Linked DNA regions of Mus musculus: regions 1, 2, 3, 4, 5 and 6 are each linked to region 7. The links are chromatin contacts, called in public ChIA-PET and promoter capture Hi-C maps. All regions are on one chromosome and are shown on one strand. The core of a region is the stretch at or near the end of the contact, and the rest is flanking DNA. Distances in the headings are between cores, read along the strand shown. Region 1 has its middle 37 kb from the start of Pdp1. Region 2 overlaps 1700123M08Rik (RIKEN cDNA 1700123M08 gene). Region 3 has its middle 3.9 kb from the start of Gm46844. Region 4 overlaps Tmem67 (transmembrane protein 67). Region 5 has its middle 11 kb from the start of Gm52723. Region 6 holds the start of Trp53inp1 (transformation related protein 53 inducible nuclear protein 1). Region 7 holds the start of Rad54b (RAD54 homolog B (S. cerevisiae)).

Region 1 (3,639 bases), core at 854-3,353, 370 kb before region 7:
CTGCCTTGGCTGTTCTTGGCCCTTGCTGATTTTAGAGTCAATGTGCGGGTTTCCTAAGTACTAGAAATGAACACCGACAGTGTAAGCATACTCAGTTCTAGGGGCCTAAATTGAATGTCCCTCAGGGTAACCCCCGCGTTTCCTCCTCACTTCTGGGTTGCAGTTACCCATGTCTGTACGCTCACGCATCTGTTGTTGCTTGTGGTCATCCTATCCTTTTTACAGCAAAGAAATATGTCTGAGCCAATTTGTGCTTTCGCTTTTAACTTGTTAACTGAGCTTTCCTTTAGTTGTCATGGCAGAGTTCTATTTGAGCTAAATATTTCACTTCTTTGAGCCTCTTCATATTTAAAAACAAAAGCACTTTGCCCCATTTATTTTTCTGTGGTGTCACAGATTTAGTACCTGAGTGTTTTACTGCCTTATAAACTATTTTGCTCCTGAGTTATGTAGGAGAATATCTTTTTTCCTAATTGTCCCAGATTTTTTTCAGATAATCTCTTATCTTTTATGCTACCCTCCAATTTTTAGCAGAGCCTCTGATGGGTCTGAGGGTCTGGAGCTCATCAGGAAAGAGTGGACCTGATCTCTCCACCTCACCCACTAAGATGTTTGTGTCAGTGTCTTTGACAGGCTTTGGTTTCTCCAAAGTCTAAAGATCTGTGACAGACAACCCAGACCTATTGGGAAAAGCAGATGTGATATGCCCTTTCCACTTGGAAAGATAGTGTAGAAGGTTTTCCTGGTGGGTGAAAAGGACAGTACCTCAGCCTTGGCATTGTTGACAGGCCTGGGACAAAGACTGGTCTTAAGAAGACAGGATGATGAGTCCCTCTTTTGCACAACATCCCCAAAGTGGCAGGAGAAAGGCAGCTCTAAGTGACAGCTCTGGGCATCAAGAGTTGGGCAGAAGCAATGGGGAGCGAGCCTCTCACGGAGGACTTGCTTCAGTGCTTTTTTCCATGGAAGGAGCTATGCTGTTGGGCCAACATATCAGGACACCAGGGATCATCAGTGCAAGAGAGACAACACAAATGCCTTATATGGTGAGGAGTGACGGGCAAAGCCAGAAACCACGGGCAGAAACGAGACCCTTCTCTGCTTGCAGACCAAAGTCTTCCACTTTCCCTTTTTGAACTGCCTTAAATGAATTGTTTGTTGTGCTCGTGAAGGACCCGCTGGAAATGAGGCAGAGTCTCAGGATAAAGGTCCGTATGAGCACTCTGCAATTTGAATATTCAAATCCGTTCTAATGAATTTAAAATGTGTCTTTCCTGTGCCAAAGAGTTAAACAGTCCATATTACTTTTAAACTATATTTTGTAGTGGGTAGAGCATGCGAATTGAATAATTTACATTCCTGATGTTCTTTTGAGATTTTTGTCTAAGTTGAAATATTTTAATTGATTTTCCCTTATTCCTAAAGCTATGTTAATTATTGGTAAGTTTAAAAGATAAACACATTTAAAAAGAAATTGAAAAAATACAAAAACATACTGTTTCTAATAACCACAAACACTATGCTTCCCAATTTGAACCAATGAGTCAAACATAAGAATACCTATGAGAGTGCCCATATCAAGCATTGCTGTTTGGTCTATACCTGGCTTACTTAGCACAGGTTATCTTCAGCTTCCATCAACGTGGCTTATAACGGCTCCACGGCATGCTTGGTCACCACACTCCCCTCTTCAGTCAGTTCTCCAGCTCTACCCCTGCAGTTCTTCCAAAATATATGTCCAATCATATCCCCCACTCCGCTTATAACTTAATAATGGCCTCCACAGCCCCAAGATCGAGGCTTTAATGTCCCTGTGGCTCAGAGGTTCTTGATATCCTAGTGCCTGCTTCTTGCAGTCTTGTGATCACCTTGGCCTCTGTGCTCCGGACACAGGGCAGCCTGTTTCTGTGCTTAAGAGTCATTCTATATCTCCGTCTCTCTTCCTCTCTTACTGTCAGGTTGGAACTTGGTCGTTTCCTCTCAAGGCTAACTGCCTTGTCTTTCATCCACAAAGAGCATTTGGACATTTTCAGCTCTGCCAAGCTCTGGTTGCACCTGGACTAGGCAACATTGCCCCCTAGAGGACCTCTAGGTGCTCTGGCTGGGCTGACTCCTGAAATGACCTGAGACCAGAACTGAGGGTGACTCATATGGAGACTGGATCATATGCCACTGTTTCCTTGGCTATTGCTTCTGCCCCAGACTCCCTTTCTTTTGATATTTCAACCAATCTTTTAGACCTTCTCCTTGGGTCCATCCGGATCTCTTAATTTTCTTTGTATTTTCCATTATTGCTGTTTTTCTGTGTTACATTCTAATAGTTTGTTGTCTCTCATCTTTTGGTTTTCCAATCTTCCCTTCAGCCATGTGTAACTTAGAATTAAAATCTTAGGCTTGGCTATTAACTTTTGAAAGATGTAAGGATTAAACTCAATCATCTCAAGCCTGCTAAGCATAAAAAAGGCATCCTGTAGCTATACTATGACTGCACCCACAGCCTGGCTGTTACAATATTTTGAGACAGGGTGTCACAGTGTAGCCCAGGATGGCCTTGAGCTCATGGTTCAAGGTTATGCCAGCCTCCCAAGTGCTGGGATTGTTGCGTTTTTTCAAATAGTAGGATTCCGATTTAGCTCTGTTTCAATTCTGCTGTTACCTTTTAATATACAGACCCCAGATCCCTGTTAAAACTATTAAGCCTATGTTTCATTTATGTTACACAGTAAGCAGAGGTGTATAGTTTGCACATGAGAGTTTCAGTAGTGATGCCTTTTCCTGGTATCTGCTCTTTCTATGTGGTTCCTGACTGTGTCTGGTTATTGTTCATATGAAAAATAGTTTTTAGAAATAATATGAAGACTGGGGCAGGAACATGGTCATACTTAGAACATTTTGAGTATTTATTTTACTTTCTCAAAGAAAGACAGACTGCTGGATGTAGCCAATGATTTAGACGTATTTAGAATCCTGAAAACTTGACTGTATTCTCCTACAAATAGACTTCCAAACTTTGTTTGGAGGTTCTAGCAAGGGATTGAGCCTCTCATAGATCCTTGACCCAAGATGGATCTTCTATTGAGAAAGGTTTTTCTCTGCAAGCATATGTACAGCTTGTCAGGAAACACACACATGGTCTGGGAACATGGAAGAAGGGAACATATGCCTAGCCAGTCAGATTAGCTACATCACCTGCCTAATGGGATGACAGCTATCATAGCCAAATCACCTTTATACCTTGTTTATTTTCACCAGGTGCAGCCATGTGGCACTCCTTCCTTGTCCTCAGAGGATACTCCGTGACTCATAGTGCAAGCTGAATATCTGAGGTAGTGCCAAACTACAACGTCTTTCCAGTCTATCCTACAGTGTCAGAGACAGTCTATCTGTCCTTGTCTTATACACTGGTGACTCCTTTATATCATATTGCACTTTGGGGCCATTATTAAATAAAATAAGCATTAATTGAACATAAGCATGTGATATTATGATAGCTAATTTGATAACTGTGACCACTTCCAACTGATTAAACTGTTAGGAGTATATATAATGTAAATACACTGCACAAAGACCCCTCTAAGTTATGTATATGGACTTAAAGGCTTCAGAAGGCCAAACTAAAAAGAGACATCAGAACTCCTT
Region 2 (4,226 bases), core at 492-2,991, 430 kb before region 7:
GTGAAGCAAGCTGTCCCCCACCCCAGTGCAGATGACTCTACTCCATCAGCTAGTTGGAGACCTGAATAGAACAAAAGGAATGAATAAGAAGAACTCTTTCCTTTTGCTTGATTGTCTCCAAATTGGGTGCAACTCTTCTGCCTGTTGACTCTGACTTAGTTCTGAGCTTATACTATCCATTCTCTTGGTACTCTGGCCTTTGGCTGCACCACTGAGTCTCCTGGGTCTGGAACAGCAGTCTCCAACATCAGAAGACATGAACACATTACCATTCTGTCTCCTTGTACTTCAGGATAACCCTCATGCACTGGAGTAAACTAATGCCGCCTCCTGTCTAGCTAAGTTGCCTTTCCAACAAGTATCTAGGCAGACCAGGAACTCCCTTGAGACCCTTCTAGTCCCTGCTTCTCCATGATCCACAATCCGTATCTTAGAACTACAGACCTTTTGAAATTTGCATTCAGCATCTGGTTTGACTTTCTTCTTTTTCTTAGTCCCCTCTTTACCACTATCACCATGCTAAAGACACCCCATCCCTCAGACATTTGTACCTCTTGCACCAACCATCTCCATTCTCTGCTGTGCCCTTCCCCATTCTCTCTCTGGCTGGATAAGTGCTAGCAAGCATTTGAAATCCATCTTAAGTGTCACTTCATCAACATGTCCATCCCCAAAGTTATACAGCCCCAGTTATGCTCCATTCTGTATGAAAGAGTGTTCTCCATTGTGGCAGGAATGAATCTTTTCATGGCACCTATTTCTATCACTAGATAGAAGGCTTCACAGTTTCAGCTTTGGACCCCAGGGATCTAGCAAATAAGAGGAATTCGGGCCCTGAGTGCTGGAATTCTGAATATAAGTAGGAACATGAAGGTGTGGTAAAAAGATGCAAGGCACAAAGGAAACAGATTGAAGCTGTACTACATCCCCCAAGGCAGACTTCTCTTTAGATGTTGTCCTACTTAGGGTTTTACTGATATGATAAAATATGATGACCAAATGCAATTTGGGGAAGGAACGTGTCTATTGTATCACAGTCCATCACTGAGAGAAGTCAGGGCAGGAACCTAGAAGCAGAAAGTAAATAAAGCAGAGGCCATGAAGGAATGGGCCTTGCTGAGGCCCACCTGTCCAGGGATGGTGTCACCCTTACTGGGCTACTCCTCAGCAATCTAACCAATGTCCCACAGATTTGCCTCAAAGTCAGTCTAATGGATACATTTTCTCAACTGAGGTTCCTTCTTCTCAGATGACCCTGGGTTGTATCAAGTCAACAAAAACTAAGCAGCAGAGATGTCTTGTTTAGTAAACATGTTGTCTTTCCTAGCAACCATATACACTGTGGCCTTGTTTTCATAAAATTTATTTTTGTAAAAGTTCTTATCAGTTTCTAACTGGGCTTTGTTGTGTGACTTTTCCTCGTGAGAGGTCTGCAATGTTCATTCATTCCAGATACGGTGCCAATGAGTGATCAAAGAAAGGATTTTACCAAGGTCTATGTTGACCCAGTCAGTTTATTGGGGTTATCCACAGGGGTAGGGGTGGCACACAAGCAGCCACAGCATTGAAAAGATCACCCCAGCATGGGTGATGACTCAGGAAAAGTGTATCCCTGAGAGCCCCCTGCCCAACATGCTGCAGCTGCACTGAAAAAAAGAGTCTTACAGGCCTCCACCCAGCCCTCACCCCACCCCAGCAATATCAACTTGGGAAGGAGTCTCACAAATCTTGTAACTTTCCAAGCCTTCCGCGTCCTCTGAGCCACTCCCCATTTCCTCCAGGAAGGGAAGTTTCAATCTGGAGGAAACAGTTACACTGAAAGGCCTGAAGAGCCTTGCGTGATTTCATACTGGAGAAAGTTCCAGAACATACGTATTCTGCCTGGTACTTCTAGGTTCATTGATTCCCATGATATCAGTATCCATTGATGGCATGGTTTAATGTGAAATTAACATTTTAAACAGGATAGAAGTTCAAGAGAATATTCTCTGCTCTTTTTTTTCAATGATGACTAAACACACACTCAGGGTTTTGAAAGTCAAGCTCTGTAGCTCATACAGTGTGAAAACCATAGAGTAGTTAGTCATGTTTTGTAATGAAGCTTGGCAAAATCTAATGCGAAGATTAAAAGGGAAAACAGATTTATTTTTGGCAGTTGACAGTTTAGGCCTGGTGAGTTTCTTATCCTGACTCCTATTAAGCAAGAGGAGAAAACACCTAAATATAGGATCTTAAGAATGAAACTCCAGAGGGGATAACAAAAGTTGGTTTCATTATGTTAAAAGCAATGCAAAGACCAGAAAAGAAAGTGCTTGACACCATTAGACCGTACAGGCAGTTGGCCTTGATGTTTTGCTGCTGAGCAACTGGGGAAATGAGTTATTTCCACTGTGGCCCAAAGCTGCAGGTTTCTCCTATGACTCATCCATTAAAAAGCTTGGTATGAGGAAGGGCTTTGAAGCCTTGTGGCCTCTCTCTGTTAACCCATCGGTGTAAAGCCAGGCTGGACTTCAGCAGGAGTTTTGTGGGTCAGTTTTATTGGGACACTCTGAGGTTTGAGGTCAAGTGATTTCATCCTTCATTTTAAAAAATACATAATTGCAATTTTGTATGTACACATGGATAGCCACAACACCTTCAGACCAATTCTTATTCTCCATTCTGCAGGCTAATGTAAACATGACCACCTTAACTTTGGGGAACAGTGAACACAGACTTTTCTTTTTCTCCTCTGAGTTAAATGAAGAGATATATGCAAACTGCCTAGCTCAATGCCTCACACATACTCCTTGTTCCCACAGTAGCAGCTAATGAAGGTGTGCTGTTATTAGCATTAATGATATGCGTTGGGTAGATAGCTGGCTAGAAGTCAGAGACCCAGTATGCAAAGTGGCTCAATGAGTCTTTATGCAAAGACTTGGCTTATGCCATTGTAAACCTGTGTTTACTCACCTATTACTTAATCTACTTTCACTTCCTTCCAACTTTCTAACTTCAGCCCTTTTAACCCCGTGAACGTAGTGATCAACACAGGGGGTGCTCATAGCTCCATGCCCCAGGCTTCTTCATTGCTCCTGACATTGTCTTCAGCCAGAGCAGGTCTTATGTCTGGCCTTCTGTGAAGCAAGAAGAGCTCTGAAATGGTTGGCTCTGTGTGGCTGCATAAATGCTTTGCAAAGCCACAACCCAAAAGATGTTTGCTGCAATGTTTTCCAAATCCAGGGACAGCCTGACTAAAAAGTCTTTTAGTAAAAGCTTGTTCTCAGATAAAACTCAAATTTGTCTGAGTCAGTAACAAGAGATACTATTTCATTTTCAGTGAGAAAGATGGCAACTTTGTCCCATAAACCCGATGGAATTTAATCATTTCAACTTGGGAATAGAAAACTTTTACTTGAAAAAATAAAACTGCCCACACTAGCTTTAGATAAGGGGCAGACGATGAGGACAGTATAATTTCTGCCCCTTGCATCTAGATGGCTTGTTCCCCTTCAAAGCCTTCGTCAGACATTTTGCTAAGTCTTCCCACAACTGTGGCACAGGCAGGTGGGGCAGCTCCCAGAATACAGCCATTGCTTAAAGAAGAAAGCTGGTCTCCAGAGGTCATGTGACTCTTGCTTGGGTCAAACTAACTTATTATCTTATGCACACCACCAGACATGTGACTCCCATGCTCTCTAGGCTCCCACACACCTCCCAATCCTTGGGATATATCTGAACAGCAGCGACTCTGCCTTCTCCATTAGTTGCCTTGGAAGCTAGCAAAATATTTTGGCATTTTCATGTGATAAAAGTAAAAGAAGTTTACAAAAAAAAAATTGCAACTTCTCAAGAAGGGCTGCTTGCTAAAGGGTGAGGGGAGGGAAGACTCTATCAAGAGATTCTATATAACCCTCATCAGCTGAGCACTTTCAAGGGGGTTGTTCCATGATAAGCATTCCACTATGAAAAAGGTCCCTGGAAAGGGTCATGCCCAAATAAAAAGCACTACCTCTCAGAACATTTCATGGAGACATTTATTTGATTAAACGAATGCTACAAGAGATGCAGGTCTGTGAATCAGAAAAAAGGGCATCTTTGGCTCATGGCATAGATTGTATTCAGTCCTCTCTGCTGTTAGGAAATGTGTCATATGTGTTTCTTGCTTGGGCTGGGGAAGAAAGGACCTCCTGTGGAGGGTTCTGACTAAGGTCTCTTGAGACATTGAGTAGGCTTACCTACCACAG
Region 3 (4,072 bases), core at 1,493-3,992, 450 kb before region 7:
TTCACTGACTTTGATTGTCGAATGTATGTTGCATGGCCATTACTATTAACCCAGGAATTGTACACAGCATATGTTAATAAGCTCAATCCCACACTATACACATATTTTAAAATGTGTATACAATAAGTATATACTTTAAAAAAGATCAAGTGACTTGTGAATGAGCTGATCTGAGAAACAGTTTCTTGGTATATAACTGTTCACGGAAGACTCTTAGGATCCTTTGTAGTTCTGTGGTATCAGCTGAAATGTCTTTTTTCTTTTTGTGTTTTTGTTGGTTTGGTTTCATTTTTCTTTTGTTGGTTGGTGTTTTTTGTTTGTTTGTTTCTTTCTTTGTCATGAGAAGAGTAAACATCTACTCTTAGCATGTTTTTCTTTGTGTGCATGTGTGTGTATGTGCATGGGTGTGTGTGTACATGTGTGCATGTATACATTTGTGTGTGTGTGTGTAGGTACTCAGGCCACAGGGAAGAAATAAAAGTCAGAGGATAACGGAATTTTGGAGAGTCAGTCATTTCCTTCCACTATGTGAGTTCCAGGGATCTGCGCAGGGCAGACATGGTCTCTTCCTTATATAAACAGTGATGTAGCAGAAGCAGAACAATGAAACCGACAATGGCAGGGTCAGGTAGGAACAGAGTGAGGAGCACCATCTACAGACCTCAAATGTATTGTTCAAATTCGATAAATAAAACGCAAAACATTCAGCCAGGCGGTGGTGGCACACGCCTTTAATCCCACAACTTGGGAGGCAGAGGCAGGCAGATTTCTGAGTTCGAGGCCAGCCTGCCTGGTTTACAAAGTGAGTTCCAGGCCAGCCAGGGCTATACGGAGAAACCCTGTCTTGGAAAAACAAACAAACAAACAAACAAACAAAAAAAACTCAAAACATTCTCCTGTGGGCATGGTGTTCTTTTTCACCTAGGTTGCTAGCTCATGATAATGCAACTTTCATTAAATGGAAAAGCTAGTGGTGTGAATATTTCTGATTTGACTTTTAATATTCAGGAGCATGTGTGCTCCTGAAACAATAGCAAGTACTCAATCTCCTCTTCCCTCTCCCCCTCCTACCTGGAAGGCACCTTTGGAGACACTGCATTGCTTATAGAAAAGGTAAACACTTTCATTTACAATCCACTTTAACTCTGAACAGCAACGAGACGAGACTCACTTCAAGAATGAAGTGATGCATGCTATTTCATTCAGATAAGAAATGGACTACATTCTGGTGTGCTAAGACCTTAGAGAGAAGATCAACAAGGTGATTTACATAGAAATAATCAGACTAAGTTCAAAGGCAAAAGGAAAATTTAACTTTAAGAATAACTCTTAGATTGGTTAATTTTTACAGAGAACGATTTTGATCCAAAACAAGCGGCACACACGGCTCAGTCAGGCCTTGTGGTTTGAATTTCATCTGTGGAATCCAAAAGGCAGAAGAGAATCAATTCCCACAAGTTGTTCTTTGATCTTTATACATACACAGGCATGTGTGATGCCTGATCACAAGTGCACTCACACACACACACACACACACACACACACACACACACATGCACGTGAGTGTGCATTCATGCACACATGTACACACTACAATGCCAAAACCATATGATAATGGCTCATCTATTTTGTATTTTAAAAAATAATGGACCATGGTTAAAGTAGTGGTGTATACACAGGAACATGTGAAGAAATACACAATGTAATATTCTGGTGAGTAACCTAGCAACCAGGAAATGTTCATAGAATTTCCAGTCAAGCGTTCATTGGGTGCTAGCATCCTAGCATGAGAATTAGTGCTGTATTAATGTCTTGTCATATGGCTCACACATAATGGATATCCAGACAAATATCAGTGCTCCTCAGCACAAGAAAAATGCAACATTCTATACACCCCCCTCCCTCCTTCATCCAGAAGTGCAGGCTACTTGGCACTTTGCCTCACAGAACAATCATGTGGGTTAGTTAAATGAAGGCTGGCCACATGAGGTCTGTCATATCCAGGTCTCTGTGACTTCCCCATGAAAGACACAATCACCTGGTTTTTTGCTGTTATTTGCTTGAAGCAATGGGAATGTTTAACATGAAGAGTGCTTCAATCTGTTTATGAAGGTCTGCCCTATACTTCCTGTGCTCTGTCTGTCTCTCAGGTGTGCTGATTTCCCCTCATAGTCTCTGGTATCAATTGCTCATGAAGGAAACTACTCTGTGTTCTTTTCAGTGTCCTGTCATCCTGTCCAAGTCAACATTCTGGAAGGACAACCTCCTTGGGATGCCTCCCCCACCCCATCCCTCAGACTGTTGGCTCTGCTGCCTTAGTTTTGGCTGTTGTTGCCATGAAAATCTCACCCCCCTCTCTCCTCCTGCCTGCTCCTCCTCTGTGAGGAGTTGCTGTGAGTTTGGAGTTGTCAAGACTTTCCCTCTCTCTAAGGCCTTACTCAGATGCTCTGGTTTCCCTTAGCTCTTCACTTTTTACTCCAGCTTTTTCTACCATCCCTAGCCCCCTTCTCACAATGTCACCCCCAATGTCACCTCTAAGACCCCTTTGCCACTGATGTCATGTCTATACTCCAGACTGACTTCTGTTGTCACGAAGTTTCCCTAAAGTGCTCTCTGGGTCAGCACTCTTGAGACGAGGAAGTGCCCTGCTTCCCTGTTGGCACACTCTGCTGCATATACACATGTCACTGACAGCAACAACAGCTGCTCCTGTGACTGAGCCGTCATGAGTCAGGCCTGGGACAAACACTGTATTCATCGAATATCACAGCTTCTCACAACATTGCTACAGAGTGGGTATTAAGCTCTCTGTACAGATGAGGGAACAATGGGAGCATGTGTTTTAATGGCTCATCCAAGATTTCCAGTTAGAATAAGGCAGAGGTTTGACTACACTTCTCCTGATGCAAGTGTTAAGGCTACGCTGCTTTCCAAAGGCGTGAGCTTCCAGTTCTTGGTCTAACGTTCATGGAATCTTCTGTTCTAAACTAACTGATTGGTGTTCTGTAGTAGGTGCCGTCTACTTCGGAAGGGCCAATCTCTGCCCCTCACATAGCCCATGCTAACCCTGTCCTCTCCACCTTTTCCTCAGCGGAGTCTCACCCTAGGAATGTGTTTGCCCTTAACTGCTGTTGATATAAAAATCACTGATTCTTAGAGGTCCTGAGAACGTTCAACCTCCAACACAGATTGCTCTCCAACCAGTGGGTGAGTATCCCCATTTTTATTTATGGTCACTGGGCTGGAGAGCAGGCTTAGTGGCCAAGAGCACTACTGCTCTTACAGTGGACTTCTGTTTAGTTCCCAGCCCCCACATCTTACAACCATCTACAACTCCAGTTCCAGAGGGAATCTGATGCCCTCTTCTGGCCTCCATGGGTACTGCACATACACATGGAGACCAAACATTTGTTGATATAAAATTAAAATAACCTTTACAAACTTTTTTTTTAATTTACCATCAGTATTCTGTAACTTAGTTTAATCTCTCCAGTTGGACATGAAATTGGAGCAGGTAGAAAAGATTATGTAATTGCTCTACAGATCCACAGAACTGTTAGGATTCTAATCTGGGATCTGGAGCTGTGGGACCAGAGATGCTATTTGTCCTGCCTGAAACTGAGTTTACTCCTCTGTAAAAGATAAGAGTCCTTGTTTGGCAAAGTTGTTACACCTATTTTATGAGATAAAGACTCAGAAAGCTCTTTCTGGGACCAGCCCTGTGCTTCCTAAGTGCCCGTGAGTTTCCCTTCCTGTTTGAGGGTTGGGCTATGACTCAGACTTTAAGAACTATAATAAGGATGTAGCATGTGTTTTCAGTTGTATAACAGGGTATTGAGTTACATTGAAAAAAGTAGGAGAAAAATATCCCGTGTGCAGAACCCATTTATCACTTTGGTAGAGAGAGTAGATTTGTGAAGTATCTGAGCTGAGAGTGCTTGGGAGAGAATAGACTCAAGCAGACATGTGCGCATGCGTCCTCCTGGAAGCCCGGAGCTGGAAGCCAAACGAGCATCTGCTGGTGGATGACGGATAAACAAACTGTGGAGTGTGCAAACAGCAGACTCCTTCA
Region 4 (3,671 bases), core at 1,063-3,562, 500 kb before region 7:
TGTGTAGTGGGGGAGGGGCGGCAAGTGATGGCAGGCTCCCATGCAGACCAGAGCCATTAGGTTCCCCTGTAACTGAGCTGCAGTGAGGTGGAATTGACGATGGCTCACTCAGCCTGGGAACTGGGAATTGAACTCAGGTCGTCCTCTGCAGGAGCAGTATGCACTCTTGACCACTGAGCCATTCTTTCCGTGTCTCGGTGGAAGGATTATCAGCAGCTGATAGAGATGATTCAACAGACAGACAGATGAAAATCATCAGCTTTGTAACTAGCAGGATAAAGTTGAACCAGAAAATGAAGTTTGGACCTGCAGCCCTGATTCACTAAAGAGTGAAGGCCCTCAGTGTCCAAGAGGGCCCACCTATGAAGGACAGAGAGCTCGTACACCCAAAAGGCAGGCTGTACCAAAGAATAACCCTGGAAAACCCTGGTCACACATGGCCAGTGCCTCCCTCGGTCCGTCCCTCGGAGAGAGCATTCCTGCTCGGAGGACAGATGAGCGAGAGAGGGACAGAGTGAAACAGGAAATTCTGGGTGCTTTATTTTCTTCTGGAGATTTGTAGATCACCTGTCCTCTGGGACATGGGAAGAAGGAAACAAGCTTTCCTTATCACCAGCACTCACTAATAACTTTTCATGTCTGTCATTCTGCTTTTTATTATTATCTATATTAATAGTCTTCTGTGTTGCTTAGCAGGTGTGGTGCTCTTGCCCTGCTTGTGACCAGGCTCTCATAAAAGAGCCATGGTTCTTGACCTTCCTAACGCTGCGACCCTTTAATACACTTCCTCATGTTGTGTGAGTGTATGTGAGTGTATGAGCCCCCTCTCTGCCATAGGTAGGGCTCAAAGACACACATAAATCATTCTTGTTGCTACTTCATAACTAATTTTGCTATTGTTATGAATTGGAAATAAATAAACTGATATGAGACCCCTGCGGTGGTAATGGCCCACAGGCTGAGAACCACTGCAAAAAGAGGGACATAATACAACGTACATGAGACCTTTTCCTCATTTGTAGTACTAAAAACAATTAGGTCAGATCAGTTTCTGTTCACTGGATTTACATACACTAGTACTGGAGAAGACAATACAGAAACATGCCAAGTTACAGGATCCTGCATTAAAATTTCCTAGTGAGTACATTTATTTTAACACAAGCACTCTTTCTTTAAATATTATTATTGCCCATAGTTTACAAACTAAGTCTTGAGAAACTGTAATATAAGAAATAAAAGAGGAGCGCCAGCTGGTTCCTCAGTGGGTTAGGGTGCTCCGCAGACACCGGACAGCACAGCTCCAAAACCAGAAGAGCCTAATGGTGGAAGGAGAGAACTGACCACCCAGAGTGGTCCTCTCTGACCTTCACATATGTGACATGGCATGCATGTGCCCCTACACACACACACACACACACACACACACACACACACGCACATGCACGTGCACGCAATCAATCAATAAATATTAAAGATAGAAGAAAAAGAAATTTAGAGTAATGAACTACCTTGATTTGATGAGGCTCACCTCAAATTTATTGTAAATGGAAAATATACAGTTGTTTGATAATTTTAAATTATAATACATTTTAATTAAAGTATAATTATGTCCTCTTACATTCCTTATGACAGCCCTGACAAAGGCTGTGTTTGAGTTTTGAGCACCCAGCTGTCCTTCACATATGTGACATGTCCTCGGTAGCCTCAGCAGCTGGGTCCACTTCCTGACTCACCAAGCAGGTCAGCAATCAACAATAGTTCCCTTGGGTTTCCTCTTTACCACCTAAGAAAGGACTCTGCACCTTGTCTCCTGGTCTTGTTTGTCCCCTCCTCAGCTAACCTTGTGCCTGTGTGATGTCCCTTTCAGACAGCATCTCTGATAGATCCTTTCCTTCGCTTATAAAACTCTTGGGGTACTTCACCTTAAAAACACACTAAAGCAGCTAACAGCCAGCCAGCTCTTTCCTCGGTGTTGCGAGCTCCTCAGCCTGCACTGGTTGTTTTCCTTCCACTTCCCAACCACTTCACTCATTGCGTCCACTCCAGAGCTTGACTTTGGTCTTCCCTGAAAATCTCCCAGGAAGGTCAGCCATCTTTACCTTGGTACTCTACTTCTGACAATGCACTCCTGACTCTGCCATCCTTCCCCGAACTCACTCTTCTGTAACCCTGAGAAAGCCAAAGGAACTGCCTCTCCCACCTCTCATACGCCAGTTTTGTCTCCTGTATCTTTTTTCAGTTTCCCTTCCCTCCATTCTTCCCAGTCCCCCACACACCTCCCCTCTTCTCCAGATGCACTCCTCCTCAGTTACCTTTTAAAAAGGCAGGCACAAATTTTCCTATCAAGGCTGAGTGAGGCAACACAGAGGAGGAAAAAGTCCCAAGCACAAGCAAAAGCATCAGGAATATCTCCCCCACACACTCCCGCTGTTAGTCCCACACGAACACTCAGCTACACAACCATAACATACGCAGAGGACCCAGCTTAAGCCCGCACAGGGCCTGTGACGGTCCCTTTGGTCTCTGTGAGCACCAGTGCTTTCTCTTGTATTGTAATGCCATGCAGTCCACAGGATTCCTGTTCAGACATTTGAGTATTCTGCCTTCTTAGGGGACGGTTGATAAACTTGTGATACAAGGTCAATCATATGTCTTAGCAACAAAAGCTTGTCTGGAAGTGAAACCTGATTAACTTGGCTTGGACTACTGCCAGAGACCTGGGTTCCCAAGAAACCCTCTTTCCTCTCATGCATGTTCAAGAGAGAAATTTAGTGAAGTGTAAAAGTTCTCAAAAAAAGCATCTCTCTCTGTGTGAATAAAGGCCAACATCCGTAATAGGGACCGTTAAAAATATAGCGCTCTTGGCAAGATCTGGCCACAAATTTATTATGAACATAGGTGTATGGTACTGAATTTTAGTCTGACTGATCTGTTCTCTTTACAATCCCAGATTTCCTTCTCAGTGAAGTATGAGATGAATCAAGGAGACGCATCTGTGCACACAGATGTGAGTACCTTTTAACTTGTTAAATATTTACATTCATTTTTCAGATTTAAAATGTGAACATTAGTAAAGTTGTGAAAGTAGATTTTCATGTGCTTTTGTCCTGGCTTCCCTATGATGCAGTGATAGTAACCAGGCAATTGACAGTGACGTAGACCTACCTGCATAATGTTTGCTATTACAGATTACAAGTTTGTCTCTATCGCTTTTCTGATTTTACAGTGCTTTCAGTTGTCACATCTGCCATATGTCCTCCAGTTCGTGACAGTGCTCCAGTGTTTCTTTGTCTTTCATGGCCATGATACTTTGTTAGCATTTTTTGACCATCAATTTGGGTTTTCTGGAAGTTTCCCATGATTAAATTGAGTTTGTGTAGTTTTGTTAAAGATGCCAAAGGAATGTATCAGGCCTTGCTCAGTGTCTGGAGTCAAATGTGTGTGTGTGTGTGTGTGTGTGTGTGTGTGAATCTATAGATTCTATAGATCTGTAGACCTTTTTCTTTTTTAAGAGAAGTCTCTCACTGAACCTTGAGCTCGCAGATTTGGCATGTCTAGCTGACCAGCAAGCTTCAAGGATCCTCGATCTCTACCTCTGCAGCATTAAGACTGCAGTCACAGGACACTGCTTTTTATGTGGGTGTTACATGGGTTCTGGGGACCCAACTGTG
Region 5 (3,801 bases), core at 604-3,103, 480 kb before region 7:
GGATCATAGAATCACAGAGACAGCCGAACTCTCTGTTCTGACACAACCAGGATCACAGGAAGGACAGGCTTCATATAGCAAGGGCAAGTAGCACTAGAGATAATCAGATGGTGGGAGGCAAGTGTAAGAATATAAGCAACAGACACCAAGGTTACATGGCATGATCAGAACTCAGTTCGCCCACCATAGCAAGTCCTGGATACACCATCGCACTGGAAAAGCAAGATTCCGATCTAAAAATCACCTCTTATGATGATGATAGAGGACTTTAAGAAGGACAAAAACAACTCCCTTAAAGAAATACAGGAGAACACAGGTAAACAACCTGAAGCCCTTAAAGAGGAAATAAAAATCCCTTAAACAATTACAGGAAACACAACCAAACAGGAGAAGAAAATGAACAAAACCATCCAAGATCTAAAGATGGAAATAGAATCAATTTTTTTTAAATCACAAAGGGAGACAACTCTGGAGATAGAAAACCTAGGAAAGATTAGGAGTCATAGATGCGAGCATCACCAACAGAATACAAGAGATAGAAGAGAGAATCTCGGGTATAGAAGACACCATAGAAAACATTGACACAACAGTCAAAGAAAATGCAAAAAGCAAAAAGCTCCTAACCCAAAAAATCCAGGAAATCCAGGACACAATGAGAAGACCAAACCTAAGGATAATAGGTTTAGAAGAGAGTGAAGATTCCCAACTTAAAGGGCCAGTAAATACCTTCAACAAAATTATAGAAGAAAACTTCCCTAACCTAAAGAAAGAGATGTCCAGCTGGGCGTGGTGGTGCACACCTTTAATCCCAGCACTTGGGAGGCAGAGGCAGGCGGATTTCTGAGTTCGAGGCCAGCCTGGTCTACAGAGTTCCAGGACAGTCAGGGCTATACAGAGAAACCCTGTCTCAAAAAAACAAAAAAGGAAGGAAGGGAAGGGAAGGGAAGGGAAGGGAAGGGAAGGGAAGGGAAGGGAAGGGAAGGGAAGGGAAGGGAAGGGAAGGGAAGGGAAGGGAAGGGAAGGGAAGGGAAGGGAAGGGAAGGGAAGGGAAGGGAAGGGAAGGGAAGGGAAGGGAAGGGAAGGGAAGGGAAGGGAAGGGAAGGGAAGGGAAGGGAAGGGAAGGGAAGGGAAGGGAAGGGAAGGGAAGGGAAGGGAAGGGAAGGGAAGGGAAGGGAAGGGAAGGGAAAGGGAAGCAAAAAGGAAAGCAAAGGAAAAAGGAAAGGAAAGGAAGGGAGGGAGAAAGGAAGGAAGGAAGGAAGGAAGGAAGGAAGGAAGGAAGGAAGGAAGGAAGGAAGGAAGGAAAGAGATGCCCATAAACATACAAGAAGCCTACAGAACTCAAAATAAATTGAACCAGAAAAGAAATTCCTCCTGTCACATAATAATCAAAACAAAGAAAGAATATTAAAAGCAGTAAGGGGAAAAGGTCAAGTAAAATATAAAGGCAGAACTATGAGAATTACAGTAGACTTCTCCCCACCTTGCTTCTTGGTCATGGTGTTTCATTGTAGCAAAAGAGACCCTAACTAAGACACCCACTTTTTTAAGTCCTGTGCTCTGCTCTGGCACATGCTTTGTTTCCTTTTGTTTATTTCTGTAGCACCTTTAACACTTTCACCTATTTCCTAGCAGCCCTGGCTATATCTTCCACTTATACCACTTCACAATAAAACAAACCCTAGAGAGCTCTTTTAAACTTTTGTGTACTTTGTATCCTTCTCATCGGCAATCCCCTAAAATACTTGTATAAACAGCTTGCTGCCTTTGGAGAAAGCCAGCCTGGGGACCTCACAGGTCAAGATGACTTTTAACTCAGTGCTTTCAAACAGGAAGCTTGTGTCTGTTTCCTGTATGTAAATATTGACTGGCCTCATCTAAGGGGAAGTCCACATTATATAACAGGAAGTAGGAAGCAAGGCAGCTTAATGACCATGTGCCAGGTCTGCCAGAAACAGCTGGGAGTTCAAGTGAGAAATTATTCACTTACCAGGAAAATTGCTACATCTTTACCAGATATAGCATTCTTGGCTCACTACTTGGAGTTTCCCAAAGAGTAATTAATATACTAAGAATTTATATTACTATACAACAGGAGTGGGGGGCGAGGGTAGCTCAGTGGTAGAAGACTTGCCTAGTGTATTAATCTTAGTTCTCTAGAGGAACAGAACTTACAGAATGACTGTATCAGTAGCAGAAGTAATTTGAATAGAATAGACATACTGGTTTTGATTTATGTTTTTTCGTTATACTATGAAGTGTCAGCTCCTTATTCTTTCTTGCTAGGAGATCCTGCTCCTCCTAGAGCCAGTTCGTAGAACTAGAGAAATTAGGTAGGAGCATGACTGGGGTATATTATACAGACTAATTCACCCTAAGCCCCACTTCAGGAGGCATCATTCCGGGGCCAGGAAATGAGGAATCTCCGGTGGCTTAGAACCCTATTCATGTTATGCTGTCCTAAACCAATTGCCTGCCTTGCATTGCCTTTTCCTTAGAAATCCCAAATACAGCTGTGACTCCCTTCATGCCCCCATGGGTGCTTTCCCGTGTGTTCCTGCACTCTGCCTTCTGTTTCTAGAGCCTGATGGTAGAATACTCATGTGTTACCCAGCTGTCCATCACACAAAGGAACACAGGACAGTGTCAGGTTTGGGAAGATGAGGTTGAAAGAAAGGGTAAAAGATCCCTACATCATGTCTCATCTCAACCACATGTAGAGTTAGCCAAGCTAATTTTCCTGGCTGAATTGTATATGAACCACGCCTCCCAAAATCCCAGGTGTTGAAATCTTGGTTCTCAGTGATGCTAATGAGAGGTGACTGGACCATGCAAGTCTTGACTTCTCAATGGCTTTATCCATTAATGATTTCATAGGAGATGGGTTATTAGGAATTGGTTTTTATTGGGAGGGGTGCTTCTGCAGGGCCCTTAGCCTCCTGCCTCAGCTTCCTAGAGGCCTTGAGGTGAGCAGCTCCCTGCTGTTGCAAGCTCCTACCATGATGTTTTGCCCCATCAACCAAACAGTGATTCCAGCCATCTGTGAAATAACACCACTGAAAGCAAACTCAACCAATCAGTCCTTTGAGCTTTCTTGGGTATTTTTTTTTCATGGTGACTGAAACCAACACACCTCTCCTACCTTCAAATAAATGCAGTCAGCCCTCCAGAATCTGAGATCCAAAGATTTAGATATGTGCCAAATTTTCTTTTGTGTATCCAAACTGAACACGTGTAAACGGAAACACCTTTTCTCTCTTTCTTGTTTCCGAAACAATACAGTCTAACAACTATTTACATTTCACTTACACTGTAATAGGTATCATGTCACTTATGCAAGCTTGAAGTGTGTGGTGAGATCTGAATGGGTTGTATATAAGTTCTATGCATAAGTGCCTGGGAACATGGTCAGCCTTCTTAGTGAGCATGAGAGTGGAGAATAAAGCCAGAGGGTGCCACCAGGATGCCACCAAGATGGAAACAGTTTTAAAAGTTTACCATGCATTGTCAGCGCTGTTAGAACAGATGAGCTTTCATATTGTTTTCTCTACATGAAGTCATCGTAATCTGAAACTTTCCAACTGACCATTGTGAAGACTTCCCTGAAATTAACAGCAGGTGGCAGTGAAGAGCAGACTCAGCTTTTCAGGGTCTCAGCTTTTCTAAAAAAAATTAATAGAAACATGAGGAAGGTGTGTGCTTTCTGGATTACAGAAACTCAGAAACTGGCTGCCCTCTAGACCCCGGCTTTCCCATCTGTCAATCCTCACTTTACTGGCTCTCTCCTTATTTCGTCAGAGTGTT
Region 6 (3,704 bases), core at 439-2,938, 400 kb after region 7:
GACTGCTCTTCTGAAAGTCCTGAGTTCAAATCCCAGCAACCACATGGTGGCTCACAACCATCCATAATGAGATCTGATGCCCACTTCTGGTGCATCTGAAGACAGCTACAGTGTACTTGGATATAATAATAAATAAATTAAAACAAAACAAACAAACAAAAATGATTTCTTATGGGCCAGAAAGATAACTCAACATGGCAACGTGTATGGTGGCAAGCCTGATGGCTTGAGTGTGATCCCCAGAATATACATGGTGGAAGAAGAGAACCTAGCAGTTCAAAAAAACAAAGATGCTAATAAAAAGGTTTGTTCTTTTAGTCAGAAACAAGGGATGGCCTTGAACTGATTCTCCCACTGCCACCTGTTTAGTACTTGGTGGCATGGGCCACCTTTGATTCAAGTAATTTAAAAATCAATTTTGAACTACAAAAATACCAAGCCAAAAGAGTTGCCTGTGCTCCTTACACCTCTGTCTATTTAGCTAATTTACAAGGACTTACCACATCCTGTTCAGAAGTCTGAAAACAGTGAACAGAGAGCGGTTAGGTTGGTAATTCACTGCTTTGTTAACCTTAACTTTTGAAAGCAGTCGTTTCCATGAGAAATACACTAGGGAGCAGAAAGGAGTAAAAGACAAGATGAAAAACAAAAGAGACACTGGTCACAAAAATTAGTAGGCCATGGTTTCCAGCAAGGACTTTGAAAATTATAGTGGCTGAGGCTTGTACAAGCTGCCTAGTGTTTTCACACCTTACAATCACCACCAAAGATGTGATTTTTAAGATCTTGGGGGCATAGCCGGGCGTGGTGGTGCACGCCTTTAATCCCAGCACTTGGGAGGCAGAAGCAGGCAGATTTCTGAGTTCGAGGCCAGCCTGGTGTACAAAGTGAGTTCCAGGACAACCAGGGCTATACAGAGAAACCCTGTCTCGAATAAAACCAAAGGGGGGGGGGGGGGAGAAAGATCTTGGGGCATTTGTAATGATGTCGGTCCGAAGACCCAAGCTCAAAACTACTCAGCATTCTGAAAGAGCTCTTTCAGCCAGGAACTCCTTTAGTCTTTAAGGAGTTAACAGGTGGAAAGGGGTTCCCCGTTAATCTGCTCTGAACTTTTACACGGAGTAAACACACCGTGAAAGTGGAAGCAAAATGAAGGAATTGCACGTGAAATCCCTCTGCAAATAGTAAACACCGCTTCCTTTTAGTTAGCTGTGTGGCCTTAAAATTACTTTCTGTGCCTCCAAGTTTCCTCCGCTTAAATAAGCAATGTTGGGGCCTCGCAGGGCGGTCGCGACTGAAACGAAGTATTTAGAACCCACAGCAGTCTCTAGCACACCCCAAGTGCCAGCGACCAAACTGATGAGGACGGAAGCGACGGGAAGTGCTCTCCCCACAGGTGCAGGCTCGGTGATGCGCGAGGTCAGGAGGGGTCGGGCGGGTCTCCGGGTAACGGAGCAGGTTTCCCGTCACCCGCAGGTTCTCGGTGTCGCCGTGCTCGTCACGGCAGGGAGAGAGTCCGGCATGAAAGCCAGAGAGCGGGCAACCAACCGCCGCCCTCCCGCCTGTGTAGCCCGCACTTACGTGAGCCGAGCAGAGCTGCGGGTGCTGAGGTAGCTGCGGCAGGCCGGGCTCCTGCGCTGCGGTCGCTGCCCTGGCCGCCGCCGGCCCGTCCGGGTCCTTTTGTTGTTGTGCAGCTCTGGGAACAGCTGATCGGCTTCCCAGCCCCGCCCCGAGCCGCGCCAGCCGCAGGCCGACCAATCGGCTGCGCGGGGGCCTCCGGGGCCGCCCTGCGAGAGGTTGTCACTAACGCACGTGACCTGGCACTGGGCCGGCGGCGCGCCCGGGGCAGAAACAAGCCCGGGCAACAAAGCGGGAGCCGGAGAACACTCCGGGTGAGCGGGAGGAGGGGGAAGAACAGCGGCCCGGGACTGGCCGTGGTGGGAGCCGGCGGGACCGAGAGGAGAAGAGCCCGACCCCCGGAGCCGCTTCGGCTGAGTGAGGAGCCCAGAGTGTGGGTACAAGGCACTCAGCCCCCTTTTGCTGAGGGGCTGGTTAGGGATAGTAGTTGCTCCTCTGGTCAGTGTGGAGAGAAACCAATAGTCGCGATGCTGAAGGCAACCCACCGCTGGACATTGTTTTAAAAGAAGTCAGGGCCCCAAATACATGGGATGCCTGTGTCCCACTCATTCCTCACCCCTTAGACAGTAAGCCGGGGCCTAGTCTGCCTTATGAACTTGAACAGGAAGCTCTCAGGTCTTGCCCCCCAAGAGTCTGCTCTAGAAAGACAAAAGTCGGGCAGAGGAGGCCAGAACTCGGCCTAAAGGGCCTTAACTTCCGAAAAGAGGAACCCCGAGTGAAGAATTACCTCTGTTTCTTCCCAGGGGTCTGCATCTAAAGCCTTATAAGAACTGAGGAGGTTATGACCTTTTTTACAAAATGTAAACATTCACAGGACGCCTAGGTCCTCACCAGCTATTTATAGTGAGAAGAAAATGAGACACTACATTTATAAAGAGAGTCTAATCCAAAGCTCTACTGCACATACATTGGGGGATTAACTAGGAGTGACAGGAGTCATGTTGGTCCTGTCAGTTATATGGATTCTGTGGGGCTGAGATGTAATCTTCTGGCCTTGGTAGTCTCAAGAGACTCCTAGGTCTCGGATAGACCATCGAGTCACAGCCTGTTTGTCACCTAAGAAAACATCATCGGAAAACACAGATATTTACAATTCACAGTAGCAAATTATACTTATGAAATAGTAACAAAAACAGTTTTTATATTTGGGTCACCACAACATGAGAACTGTATTAAAGGGTCACAGCATTAACAAGGTTGAGAACCGCTGGGCTATACAGATGTGCGGACAAAGAAACAGGTTATAGATAAAGATGACAAATATCTGGCTTCTTCCTCGTCCTCTTGACATGAGACAAAGACCTTGTTTGTGTGCTTTTTCTCCTGTCAGCAGGGGTTCTCTTCTTGGTGATTGGTCCAGGCTAGTCCTGGACATGTTTTCCTGAAACTGTGGGCCCATCAGCTCCCTGTTGTTTAATTTACCAACCCCAAATTAGGAGAGGGGAACCCATTCCAGACCACAAAAAAACACTTAAAACACCGAGCCTTCCAGGGGAGAAATGGGTTTTGATCTCCAAGACCCTCTGCTCTCTGCAGGGAGTCAGAGAATTGGTCTGACACTCAGGTAATGATCAGTATGTGTTGATCATTTGACCATACATGCTTCAAGGGTGATCTGTGCTCAGTCTGGATTTTAGATTTTGGCAAATCAAATATTTTCTGTCAAATATTATTGCTATGTTAGGAGCCCTACCATCTGTTGTTTCCCTTTAAGAATCAATCCATCTAGAGGCCACTGTGTCCCTGGGGGTTTGGGGTGGAGGAGGGAAGGAACCCATCTAGAGGTCATCTTCCCATTTAGAACCAAAATTTATTAACAATTATAAAAGTCTAGTTTTTTTCTTAAAAAAAAAAAAAAAAACTTACCTCGTGCAGCTTAATAAGTTTGTTATTCCTAAAGGCAAAAGTGTGAAAGCAGCCGGGCAGTGGTGGTGCATGCCTTTAATCCCAGCACTTGGGAGGCAGAAGCAGGTGAATTTCTGAATTCGAGGCCAGCCTGGTCTACAGAGTGTGTTCCAGGACAGCCAGGGCTACACAGAGAAACCCTGTCTCGAAAAAACCAAGGG
Region 7 (4,125 bases), core at 228-2,727:
ACCTTAAAGCAAATTATGAAACTGGTGCTTTGTTGATCTAATTTGTTGATGCATTTAAAAGTAAACTACAGGGGCTGGAGAGATGGCTCAGCGGGTAAGAGCACTGACTACTCTTCCAGAGGTCCTGAGTTCAATTCCCAGCAACCACATGGTGGCTCACAACCATCTGTCATGGGATCTGATGCCCTCTTCTGGTGTGTCTGAAGACAGCTACAGTGTACATAAAATAAATCTTTTTTTTAAAAAGGTGAACTACAGAAATTAGTTTATTTCCCAAAACATATTAGCATCTTTACTAGTTTGTTTTGTTTTCTAGGACAAGGGCTCTCTATAGATCCTAGACTGGCTCTGAACTTGAGATCTTCCATCTCCGACCGGCTCTAGCTGGTTTGTAAACTAGTTTTGCTGAGACCTTTTTTACAGGCCCTAGATGTAAAGCCACTTGGCAGCTCTATTGAAATGCTGCGATTTCTGAGGCTTGTAACACGCTACGGCTGAGATTAGGTCTCCCAAGGAAAACGGCCAGCCCAGGCTGATATCTGGAGCACATCATGTTTGCCTTAATAACTGTGCACCAATGACCTTCCCAGCAGGTGATTCTGCAGTTAGCTTAAATCCGTGTCTCCTCTTGTGTCTTATTCACTCTTAATCACACTCAAGCATACGACTATGCAACGGTGAGATTAATTTAAGAATTCAGAACAAAGCTTGACACACAGTACTCAAATACTTTCTGTAATATTATTACTTATAATTACTGTTGCCTGTTTAATCCACAAAATCCTATGAAATCAGAAACAACAAAGGTCCCAGGAGAGGAAAGACAAGAGGGATTATAGAATCATAGCCAGAATCTCTGCCTTCCTCTGGACTACATGGGGAAGAGGGTGTGGCAACTTCTAGGATGCAAGAAAATAAATAAAACTCCAACAGCTAGCAACAGGCCTTGCTATTTCTGCTTTTTGGCTTCCAGCCACGTTGGGTAATAAGATTTCCATTTCATACTGTAAATTCCCCTTAGACTTTGGGACTCCAATCTACCTACCTACAAAATCCTCCATAATTAATGTAAATGGTGTGTTTTTGTTTGTTTGTTGAAACCAGGAGCGGAGAGAGGGCGAGAGAGAACTAGTGGGTGGGTAATTCGCCTAGGGGAGGTGCTAGATGGTTCCACAAGCTCTTGGCTGACACCTGATGTTCTCTGGCCCCAGGCGGCCTCGGGGGCCGTGGCCTCCGAGATCGCTCGGCCCGCAGGACCCGCCCCCCTGCCCCCTGCCCAGCCAGCGAGGGCGCTCCCGCCGCCTCGCCCAGCTCCCCGGGACCCGCGCCATCCTGCACCAGGCCCCGCACGCGCCTCCCCGGGCCTCCGCTGCAGAGACCTACCCCGCAGGCTGACCGAAATCGCGAGCGCCCCGCAGCAGGTACCAACGCCTGCCGCCGACCAGCTCGAGCTTCCCGCCTTCCTACAGCCAACCACGGGCCGGGCGCCGAGCATGCGCACCACGGCGTGCAGTGCTGGTCCCGCCCCCGACTCTGATTGGACAACCGTTGCAGGTACCTTTGCACTTCCTTTTACGTGGGTCTAGGTTTGGTTCCGGTTGACTGCTAGATCTAAAACGAACCGATTTGGTTTCAGTCTTCAGGTCCTAGCTGAGGCGATAAGCCTCACAACTTAAATCAATAAATTAGGATTCGGATCATAGAAGTGTGTGCACCACTGAGGTACACGAAATCCTGTTACTCAAGTGACACTGAGCTACAGTAGTTGCAGCCCCTGTTTTACAAGCCCTTTTAAGGTCTAGGAGTATAAAAACAGATGCGTGATTATTGGACTCTCGTGAAAAGGAGAAGAGCTCCTTTAAACTTAAAAAAAAAAAGACACTATCTTAAAGTATTGTAGACAAGGTCTTGATAGACAAAGTCTTGCTGATCCTTCTGCTCTAAGAATTCTGGAGATAGATCCTTTGAAAAGAGAGAGTGGTTAAAGGTCATTCACTAGATTTTATACACGTTTGACAATTAAAATGCATCCTGTTCTGGTGTCTCTGGACACTGCACACATGAAGTACACCAACTTAAGTGCCTGCAAAACACCCATAGACATAAAACTTAAGTAGACCCTTCCTCCGAAAACAAGGTTTTTTAGAAACCTTTGACCAGTCTAACTTCAGAAGCCACCAGTGTTGTATATGACCGTTGTAAGATATTTAGTGATTTTTTTCTCTTAAGATGCACACACTCACACACACTCACTCACACAATTAGCGATGCAGTTTCTATTAAAGCCTTGCTTAAATCTACATTAACATCTCTTAACTCAAATTTGGCTTCCCACTGACTTCTGAAATTATTTTCTTTGGCAAAGTTAAGAAGCACAGCCTCATCTGAGCAGAGGTCTCTGGTGAGACCCCTCCGGCCGCTGCAGGTGGAAAGCTGTTGTTTGCTGCTACTATGGTGCCTCTCTTTCCACGGGGTGAAGTCAGGTATGCTGGCACACACTTATAATCCCAACACTCAGGAGGTTAAGGCAGAAGGATCACCATAAGAGAGCAGCCTGGGCTACATAGCAAGACTGTCTCAAAAAGCAAACAGGCAGACACATAAATAAGTAAATAGTCTTGTTAAAATGACATAGACACAAAAATTCTACGCATTAATGGGCACCATGAGACGCTTTTACTTGTGTATGTATTGTAATCAAGGTAAACACACCTACCGCTTTAAATTCTTATTTTTTTTTTAGGGTGAAAACTTTGGAAACCCTTCCTTCTGGCTTTTTGAGATATACTGTACAACTCTCTCTGCAGTCACCCTGCTATGCAACCTCGTGCTAAAATTCTTCTAGCTTTCTGAGTGTGAACTAAAGTTTCTTCTTCATAGTTAGCATTTCACTTCATCTGAAAAGCTACAGGTACAAAGATTAAATATGGACATTTTTCTATGGCTTATTTGTATCTCATGTGCACTGCTGCTTTGCCTGCATACATGCCTGTGTGAGGGTGTCAGAAGCCCTGGAACTGGAGTCACTGACAGGTGTGAGGTACCATGTGGGTGCTGGCAATTAAACCCAGGTTCTCTGCAAGAGCAGCCAGTGCTCTTAACTGCTGAGCCATCTCTCTAGCCCCTTTATAAACATTTAAATATAGGCGTTTTGTTTTTTAAGTTCAGTCAGTAGCAGTTTTAAGTACAAAGCAAACAATGTAATAAGGTTCTCTATCCCCTTTCCACTACACACACACACACACACACACACACACACACACACACACACTCACCTAGACAAAGTATCACTGTGCAGCCCAGGCTGACCTAGAACTCCCTATGTAGACCAGGCTGGCCTTGAACTCACAGAGATCCACCTGCCTCTGCCTCCCTGAGTACTGGGATTAAAGGCATGCACTACTACACTTTGGTTTTTAAAGGCAGTGTGGCCCAGAACTGTTAAGAGAAGAGCAATACAGCAGGCTGGTTTGTCAAAGGAGCGGACACATAACAGCCATTCAGAAATGATGTTTATTAGAGAAAGGGCCTTGCCATGAGGGGCTCCCAGTGGAGGAGCACGACAAAGGCCGCAGTACAATGTACCAGAAACAACATGAAGGAAAACAGAAGCTTTCCCCTAAAGCCTGGAGAACTTCATTGCAATGGATAGCTCAGGATAGCTCAGGATAAGAGTAAGGGAGAGCCATCCTGGACAGAATAATGTAATAAGGGAGGCCCCCAGGAAGAAAGCTTTCAGAGAAAATCCCCCAAAGAAGAGGAGATCTGACCTTTATAATTAGTGCAGAGGGGAATGTGGGGAGGCTGGTGTGAAGTTTCACACCACCCGATTTGGTTTGGGACTGCCTACGTGGGTAAGAGCATAAACTGGCCGGGCAGTGGGGGTGCACGCCTTTAATCCCAGCACTTGGGAGGCAGAGGCAGGCAGATTTCTGAGTTCAAGGCCAGCCTGGTCTACAGAGTGAGTTCCAGGACAGCCAGGGCTACACAGAGAAACCCTGTCTCAAAAAAAACAAAAACAAAACAACAACAACAAAAAGAACATAAACTGGAGGCTGCAAAATCATAGTACAAACTGCTTAACTCTGTGCTAGGAAGAGAGCTGGAGGTGGGATGTAGGGCATC

Evidence for each region. Promoter capture Hi-C pulls out the DNA fragments that hold promoters and counts their contacts. ChIA-PET counts read pairs in DNA pulled down with a chosen protein or histone mark.
Region 1: a promoter capture Hi-C map of the HPC-7 cell line shows a contact between it and region 7, with 2.6 times the contacts expected there. The contact joins the enhancer-like site here to the promoter of Rad54b in region 7. A contact is called at or near these places in 12 of 39 promoter capture datasets (the 3T3-L1 cell line, 3T3-L1-derived adipocytes, the C10 cell line and 7 more), 3 of 484 Hi-C or Micro-C datasets (Sertoli cells, embryonic fibroblasts and liver) and 1 of 9 other capture datasets (liver).
Region 2: a promoter capture Hi-C map of the HPC-7 cell line shows a contact between it and region 7. The contact joins the enhancer-like site here to the promoter of Rad54b in region 7. A contact is called at or near these places in 8 of 39 promoter capture datasets (the C10 cell line, the HPC-7 cell line, cranial neural crest and 3 more), 1 of 484 Hi-C or Micro-C datasets (bone marrow-derived macrophages) and 2 of 115 datasets of contacts at active chromatin or transcription factors (bone marrow-derived macrophages and large pre-B cells).
Region 3: a promoter capture Hi-C map of liver shows a contact between it and region 7, with 2.3 times the contacts expected there. The contact joins the enhancer-like site here to the promoter of Rad54b in region 7. A contact is called at or near these places in 15 of 39 promoter capture datasets (the 3T3-L1 cell line, 3T3-L1-derived adipocytes, the C10 cell line and 11 more), 6 of 484 Hi-C or Micro-C datasets (the G1E-ER4 cell line, bone marrow-derived macrophages, embryonic fibroblasts and 3 more) and 5 of 115 datasets of contacts at active chromatin or transcription factors (bone marrow-derived macrophages, embryonic basal ganglia, large pre-B cells and 1 more).
Region 4: a contact with region 7 is called in a promoter capture Hi-C map of hippocampal neurons, with 6 times the contacts expected there. The contact joins the enhancer-like site here to the promoter of Rad54b in region 7. A contact is called at or near these places in 17 of 39 promoter capture datasets (the 3T3-L1 cell line, 3T3-L1-derived adipocytes, the C10 cell line and 12 more), 3 of 115 datasets of contacts at active chromatin or transcription factors (the NIH/3T3 cell line, bone marrow-derived macrophages and embryonic forebrain) and 1 of 9 other capture datasets (embryonic stem cells).
Region 5: a promoter capture Hi-C map of pre-B cells shows a contact between it and region 7, with 6 times the contacts expected there. The contact joins the enhancer-like site here to the promoter of Rad54b in region 7. A contact is called at or near these places in 16 of 39 promoter capture datasets (the 3T3-L1 cell line, 3T3-L1-derived adipocytes, the C10 cell line and 10 more), 2 of 484 Hi-C or Micro-C datasets (the G1E-ER4 cell line and palatal mesenchyme) and 6 of 115 datasets of contacts at active chromatin or transcription factors (bone marrow-derived macrophages, craniofacial prominence, embryonic basal ganglia and 3 more).
Region 6: an RNA polymerase II ChIA-PET map of memory CD8 T cells shows a contact between it and region 7, with 32 read pairs. The contact joins the promoter of Trp53inp1 here to the promoter of Rad54b in region 7. A contact is called at or near these places in 1 of 39 promoter capture datasets (pre-B cells), 2 of 115 datasets of contacts at active chromatin or transcription factors (embryonic stem cells and memory CD8 T cells) and 2 of 9 other capture datasets (adipose tissue and liver).

The regions. Positions count from the first base shown.
Region 1 is chr4:11,928,020-11,931,658 of GRCm38.p6, reverse strand. No RefSeq gene overlaps it. Among named protein-coding and RNA genes, the nearest start is that of Pdp1, 37 kb to the left of the region's middle. Within about 2 kb of position 2,103, at least 15 of the 459 cell types and tissues checked have an H3K27ac peak or open chromatin away from gene starts, as enhancers often do. A contact at or near this core is called in the HPC-7 cell line, where this site is marked.
Region 2 is chr4:11,988,251-11,992,476 of GRCm38.p6, reverse strand. The region is part of intron 4 of 1700123M08Rik (RIKEN cDNA 1700123M08 gene); the gene reads right to left. Among named protein-coding and RNA genes, the nearest start is that of Gm52722, 4.9 kb to the left of the region's middle. Within about 2 kb of position 1,741, at least 163 of the 459 cell types and tissues checked have an H3K27ac peak or open chromatin away from gene starts, as enhancers often do. A contact at or near this core is called in the HPC-7 cell line and bone marrow-derived macrophages, where this site is marked.
Region 3 is chr4:12,007,986-12,012,057 of GRCm38.p6, reverse strand. No RefSeq gene overlaps it. Among named protein-coding and RNA genes, the nearest start is that of Gm46844, 3.9 kb to the left of the region's middle. Within about 2 kb of position 2,742, at least 148 of the 459 cell types and tissues checked have an H3K27ac peak or open chromatin away from gene starts, as enhancers often do. A contact at or near this core is called in bone marrow-derived macrophages, embryonic fibroblasts, hippocampal neurons and 3 more, where this site is marked.
Region 4 is chr4:12,057,857-12,061,527 of GRCm38.p6, reverse strand. Tmem67 (transmembrane protein 67) reads left to right here. Exons shown (of 28, transcript NM_177861.5): 15 at 2,951-3,007. It overlaps Gm52723 (a long non-coding RNA gene), which reads right to left. Exons shown (of 4, transcript XR_003955369.1): 4 at 1-216. Among named protein-coding and RNA genes, the nearest start is that of Gm52723, 12 kb to the right of the region's middle. Within about 2 kb of position 2,312, at least 3 of the 459 cell types and tissues checked have an H3K27ac peak or open chromatin away from gene starts, as enhancers often do.
Region 5 is chr4:12,034,858-12,038,658 of GRCm38.p6, reverse strand. No RefSeq gene overlaps it. Among named protein-coding and RNA genes, the nearest start is that of Gm52723, 11 kb to the left of the region's middle. Within about 2 kb of position 1,853, at least 26 of the 459 cell types and tissues checked have an H3K27ac peak or open chromatin away from gene starts, as enhancers often do. A contact at or near this core is called in the HPC-7 cell line, bone marrow-derived macrophages and pre-B cells, where this site is marked.
Region 6 is chr4:11,154,425-11,158,128 of GRCm38.p6, reverse strand. Trp53inp1 (transformation related protein 53 inducible nuclear protein 1) reads right to left here and starts at 1,688. Exons shown (of 4, transcript NM_021897.4): 1 at 1,582-1,688.
Region 7 is chr4:11,556,272-11,560,396 of GRCm38.p6, reverse strand. It overlaps Rad54b (RAD54 homolog B (S. cerevisiae)), which reads right to left and starts at 1,477. Exons shown (of 15, transcript NM_001039556.3): 1 at 1,384-1,477. It overlaps LOC115489931 (predicted GPI-anchored protein 58), which reads left to right and starts at 578. Exons shown (of 3, transcript XM_030253962.1): 1 at 578-593; 2 at 1,105-1,554. The coding sequence starts at 578. Gm35693 (a long non-coding RNA gene) reads left to right here and starts at 1,571. Exons shown (of 3, transcript XR_390401.4): 1 at 1,571-1,722; 2 at 2,366-2,483; 3 at 2,744-2,945.